Regions from separate parts of the Bombyx mori genome. Here region 1 is linked to region 2. Evidence: chromatin contacts called from public Hi-C data. All regions are on one chromosome and are shown on one strand. The core of a region is the stretch at or near the end of the contact, and the rest is flanking DNA. Distances in the headings are between cores, read along the strand shown. Region 1 overlaps LOC101736734 (ras-related protein Rac1). Region 2 holds the start of LOC101736734 (ras-related protein Rac1).

Evidence for each region. Hi-C and Micro-C count contacts between places; a contact is called where the count stands out from the background.
Region 1: a Hi-C map of posterior silk gland shows a contact between it and region 2, with 1.8 times the contacts expected there. The contact joins the enhancer-like site here to the promoter of LOC101736734 in region 2. A contact is called at or near these places in 4 of 7 Hi-C or Micro-C datasets (middle silk gland, posterior silk gland and whole pupa).

What each region holds. Positions count from the first base shown.
Region 1 is chr17:12,454,807-12,457,702 of ASM3026992v2, reverse strand. All of the region lies in intron 1 of LOC101736734 (ras-related protein Rac1), which reads right to left. Among protein-coding and RNA genes, the nearest start is that of LOC101737414, 23 kb to the left of the region's middle. Within about 2 kb of position 1,337, at least 7 of the 8 cell types and tissues checked have open chromatin away from gene starts, as enhancers often do.
Region 2 is chr17:12,419,909-12,422,969 of ASM3026992v2, reverse strand. It overlaps LOC101736734 (ras-related protein Rac1), which reads right to left and starts at 1,360. Exons shown (of 6, transcript XM_004932496.4): 1 at 1,034-1,360. The coding sequence starts at 1,068.

The DNA.
Region 1 (2,896 bases), core at 88-2,587, 35 kb before region 2:
GGCAAAACCTCAAGATCATATCAGTTCGATCTGTGAGAAACGTAAAATTTAAGGAATATATTTTTTACATGTGTTCTGTGAACACGAAAGCTGTAAAGTATTCGCTGCTTTTAAATAACATAATGACAATAAAAACGCGTGATGTATCCGTTGTAGTTTGAACTAAGGATTTTTACATGTTTTCCATTGACTTGTCTGTTAAGGGAAAATTTAAGCGGTAACCGTACTCGTCGAACTCGGCAAAGAGTTCGACGTGCAACCTAACCTAAACATCAGCCCGCTAAGTTTCTCGCCGGATCTCCTCAGCGATTTGCGATTTCAATCCGGTAGTAGATTCATTCGCGAAGCAGCTGCTCTTGAGTTTTTAGGTCTCCTTCGGAGGCGCTCGGGCAGCTGTTAGCAAATCCGACCCTGAGCCTTTGCTCGTCCACCTGTCCTGGTGAAATTGGCAAGGCCTCCGGGCCACCAGTAATACTTCAGTCATACAAAAAAAAGGAATATCTAAGTTCACTTTAACCCACCTACCTATAACTATTGTGTCAGTCACAGTGTATGCTTTTAATGAAAATACAATAGTTGATAGCATTCAGCTAGCGGTCGCAATAATAGTTTAAACAAAATTGGTATATACATTTTGCCTACAATAGCATCAACCTCTCTTCGTGGAGAATGGGTAGCAATATTCTCTGAGCATTACACTAGCATACCGCAATAGCCAACATCCGTTCAGAAGGGTGGAATAATAATTTTACAAGTTGACATTATCGTTGTCATCCCAATCTATGGGGCTTCTGTCTTCTCACATATAATGTAAAGATAACGATACTGGTGGTAGGACGTCTTGTGAGTCCGCGCAGGTAAGTACCACCGCCCTGCCTATTTCTGCCGTGAAGCAATAATGCGTTTCGGTTTGAAGAGTGGGGCAGCCGTTGTAACTATACTGAGACCTTAGAACTTATACCTCAAGGTGGGTGGCGCATTTACGTTGTAGATTTCTACGGGCTCCGGTAACCACTTAACACCAGGTGGGCTGTGAGCTCGTCCACATAATAAACTATAAAAAAAATTGGATTACGGGCAAGAGGTGCATTATTATAAAACTGTTTAGAATAACTTAGCTTCGGATTAACTAAATCAGTTATGTTTTCTTTTTATGGTAACACGAAAAAATCATCAATCCAATGAAATATAAAAATGATTCAATGAAAGCTAAGTCAATTAAACTTCTTAAATCACAATATATAAGAAGCGCCATTAACAATAATAATATCACAAACGACTGACTCACGACACTGACAAACGAAGTGCTCAGTGACTCATGGGGTCAGGGCTCAGTCAATATTGTAGTTTAAATCAAATAAAAACTCTCGATCGACGCCAGCGATATCATCGAGGGATCACGACCAGGGCGACGACGCCGCGACATCACAATAGTAGAACGTCTTATCTACAACCATAAGTGCCTCTAGAGCGATAGGTTGCAGGCTGGCACAATTCATTATTTCCTTCCTAACTAATACAAGACGGTGTTTACACGATTGATTTTTCTTTTATTAAGCAAACGGGTCATATGGCTCACAGCCCACATGGCGTTATTTTGTTTTCGGAACCCATAGACCGCCACCAACTTTGAGATCTCTTTAAGTACCCAATTTCTATTTTCTACAAATTCAATTAGAATTAAACGATTTTGTTCCTCTTTTTTTATTACTTCGATGGGTAGACGACTTCATGGCCCACCTGGTGTTAAGTGGTTACCGGAGCCCGTAGACATCTACAACGTAAATGTCGCCACCCACCTGAGGACATGAGTTCTAAGGTCTCCGTTTTTACAGTACAACGCCTGCCTCGGCCTTCAAATCAAAACGCATTACTGCTTCACGGCAGAAATAGGCAGGGCTGTGATACCTACCCGTGCGGACTCACAAGACGTCCTACCACCAGTAATTACGCAAATTATAATTTTGCGGGTTTGATTTTTATTACACGATGTTATTCCTTCATCGTGGATTCGTGGAAGCCATTCGTGAGAATGTACTACTTAAGTTAACATGCGACGCTTAATCACTACATAGTATAAAACAAAGTCGCTTTCTTTGTCCCTATATCCCTATGTATGCTTAAATCTTTAAAACTACGCAACGGATTTTGATGCGGTTTTTTTAATAGATACGAGTGATTAAAGAGGAAGGTTTATATGTATAATAACATCCATTAAATAGTGGAGAAATCAATAATAAATTACAGTTTCCGAAGCGACGCGAGGGCGGGTCGTTAGACGCTTAATGTATACTTAGTCTTGCCATAAATACTGTTACAATTAAAAATAAACAAAATACAGTCAAACCTGGGTAAGCGAGAACTGGATAAGTGAGAAAACTCTATAAGTGAGAGTAATAGCCAGGACCCGTCATTTTAAGCTCCCAAAACCTCTATTAGAGAGAAACAGAAGCCTCTGTAAGAGAGAGTCGTTTTTCCCTCATGGACCTCCGTAAGTGAGACTGCTACTTATCTATACCTCTATAAGCGACAGTCGAGCTTTATTTATTTATATTATTTAGGAGGAACAAATGAAAAAACAAATTACAAATTTAACATCTGCTATTTTATGACTAATTCTTAACTTTTGTGAAACTTCCTTCTATTGTTTTTGAATTGGTTTTCTCGTCAATATTGAACCTGTTCTATTTCGTGGAACTAAATAACGTTGTTATTTTATCGCATTCTTTTCGAATGGACACGTGTGCCTCTGTACCGTCATGTTTGTCGGACTTACTCAGTTTTTCGTTAATCAATTGCGAAGGAAAGTTCTGTTCTGCATCATGTCAAAACGGAAAATTAAAGCACTGTCATTAAGTAAATAGTGAATGCGTTTGAATCCGGAAAATCGCGAAAT
Region 2 (3,061 bases), core at 111-2,610:
ACATGGTGTCAAATAGATGTAGTAGGTATTTGGGATAGCTGGGCATCTTTCAGTATTCTATGAGAAGCCAAAATGGTCCTTAGTAAAGCATAAATCCTTGTCCAGGGATGGAATACCACTTTGTTCTGTTAAGGACTCCATAGATTTAAGAAACCACTTTGATTCCGAGGACCTGTTGAAACATGGAGCCCAAAGTTTACATTAAGTTGAGTTTCTGAGAGAATGAAATTATTAATTTTCAATTGAAAATATTTGGGTAAATGTTTCGGTAGAATTAATATATAACAAATAAATAAGTAAGAGCTATTCTGTTGTATCTTAATATTAAAACTTCAAATCAAAATGTTTCTTTTTTACAGTAAAAAGACAAACACATGTCTTTTAAAATAAAGACCACAAAAAGCAAACCTCACAATAAAAAGCACTACAACATTATTTTTAATATTTTCCCTCGAATTAAAATTCCATGTTATTAAAAGGTAATGTAAACTTAAAATATTTTTTTTTTTCTCACCACATATTATGTGATGCTGTTACAGTTTTTATTGGTAAAATGAGAATGAGAGCAAAGTGTAAACAGCAAGATTTTCTTCTAATTTAGAAAATAATATTATAGTTAATATATGATTTTGCTCAGTAGTAATATTAGTATAGTATAGTTAAAAGAAAGAAAATTTCTATTAAAGGTCAATGACATGTAGATGGACTATTCATCAATACATTTATCTATATTTTTAAATTTATAATTTCTTCCAACCATAGAGAGAAAATCATAACCTAAATAAAGTTTCTAAATTATATTGAAATAATCGACATCTGATTTGGATGTCACTTTGTTAAAATGATACAAATTTTAGATACATATATATCAATATAACAATAGCAGGGTGATAACAATTATAACATACATGTTTATCTTTGAAACGACGGCGTAAGTTTAAGATGTTTAATTTAAATTATGACGTCAGAGCATTTGAGTTTCAAATTATTACGTTACGAAATCTAGAATGACGTAGAAATACAACGAACTCACCCATCTCCAACAACAACACACTTGATTGCCTGCATTTTTGCTTTTTATGCAATCTTTGTCACAAAATAAAACACAACGGATGCTTACACAGAACAACTCGTTTTTTCACTACTTAATACTTTAGACAATCAAAATACGTCGGCATCACAATCAACACTCGTAGTCTTAGATACGAAAGGTACAGTGTTTAGATAACAACCGCAATTTCATATCTTGGAGATAAGAGGACGATTTACAATAATTTCCTCGTCTCATTAAATTGAAAAAACGTAGGTATCGCCGATTACGTGCACTCACTCCGCTCCGTCAACTGGGCATTCAATTAGGGATGGATGCGAGATGTATCAATCGGAAAATCGATTTGGAATCAGAAAATCGATTATTTTATCGACTTTAACAAATTATTTGAAACACGCCAAATATCGATCGAGAAGGTTGATTTTTTCCTGTTTGTTCAAAGCCAACCACAGAACCAACAAAAAAATAATTTATATTTGGTTTTGTGCGTTGGACTTTTTGGCGGGAATGCGAGGAATGGATTGTGTGAATTATTTTATTTTTTTGGATTTTAATGTTTCTTCAAATTTAAGCATGTATTAATATTAGTTAACCATTTAGCATCTGTAAAACTGCATAACTGTGGGAAAGTCTTAGAAGTTGTCGTAGCCTAAAGAATAAGATGAGATCAAGCGATGTCACGGTGTTCGAATCCCGCAGGCGGGTACCAATTTTTGCAATGAAATACATATTTAACAAATGTTCGCGATCGACTTCCATGGTGAAGGTATAACTTTGTGTAAAAAAAATCAAACCCGCAAAATTATAATTTGTGTTATTACTGGTGACAAAGCATGTTGAGGACCCGCATGGGTAGGCACAGCTTGCCGTGAAGCAGTACTGCGTTTCGGTTTGAAGGATAGGACAGCCATGATACTGTAAAAACTGAGGCCTCAGAACTTATGTCTCAATGTGTATGGCGGCATTTACGTTGAGGATATATATGGGCTCCGGTAACTACATAACACCAGGTGGGCCGTAAAATCGTACACACATTAATACAGTTAACAATTAAATAAAGTCACTAGATGCGGTTTCACGGGTACTTCCGAAGCCCACTCAATTTCCATAAATTCCCACCATTTTACGATATTACACTTCATCTCATCTCATCCCTTTTTATTCCGTTTCATTTCAATGGATTACAATTTCAAGTAAATCAACTTCATTTCACTGCGTTCATCTTTCATCTCATCATCAGCCCGCGGAAGTCCATTGCTGGATATAGGCCTTCCCTAAGGTTCATCACAATGGCGGGTTTTGCCTTACCCAAACCGATTCCCTCGACCTTCGGTAGGTCACCGATCTACTGCGTGGTCTACCTACACTGTGTATTTCAGTGCGACGCCGCCGCGCCGCCGCGCCGCCATCCAAAAACGCAGAGGTCATATATTGAGAGAGTCAGACCAGTCAGAGAGGTCATAGGTTCTACGAACAGTATACTCTGCGCACTCCCACTTCAACCGCGCACTTCTTAGGGCTATATTATATTTATATATTCTCATTTTACATTTATTTTGAATACATAGTAATTGGTATTTTTTTAAACTCGACACTCGGAGCAAACGTCCAAAACCAAATAATCCCAAAAAAAACCCAATTGGCATTTTGAAAAAAATATTTTTCGATTTGGTGCATTTAGTTGACTTTTATGACATTTTTAATAATGAACGCACCCAACAAATTAAATGATTACGACCTAATTAAAATCATTGTTTAAATCAAAAAAATCAAATTAAAAACAAGCAATTTGTGATTAATTATCAAAACACAATTGATCAACAGACAAAAGCAAAAAAAGAACTAAAAATATTGGTTTGTGTAAAAGCCGTTATATGAAGTTTAGTTAACTACCTAATTATGGAGGGTAGACATAAGGAGAAACGTCTCATATGGGAGAACCTTGGAAAAGTGCCCCACTTTCAGCACTAAATAACAGTCCAAAAATCTTCCAGAATGGCGCTAGCATAG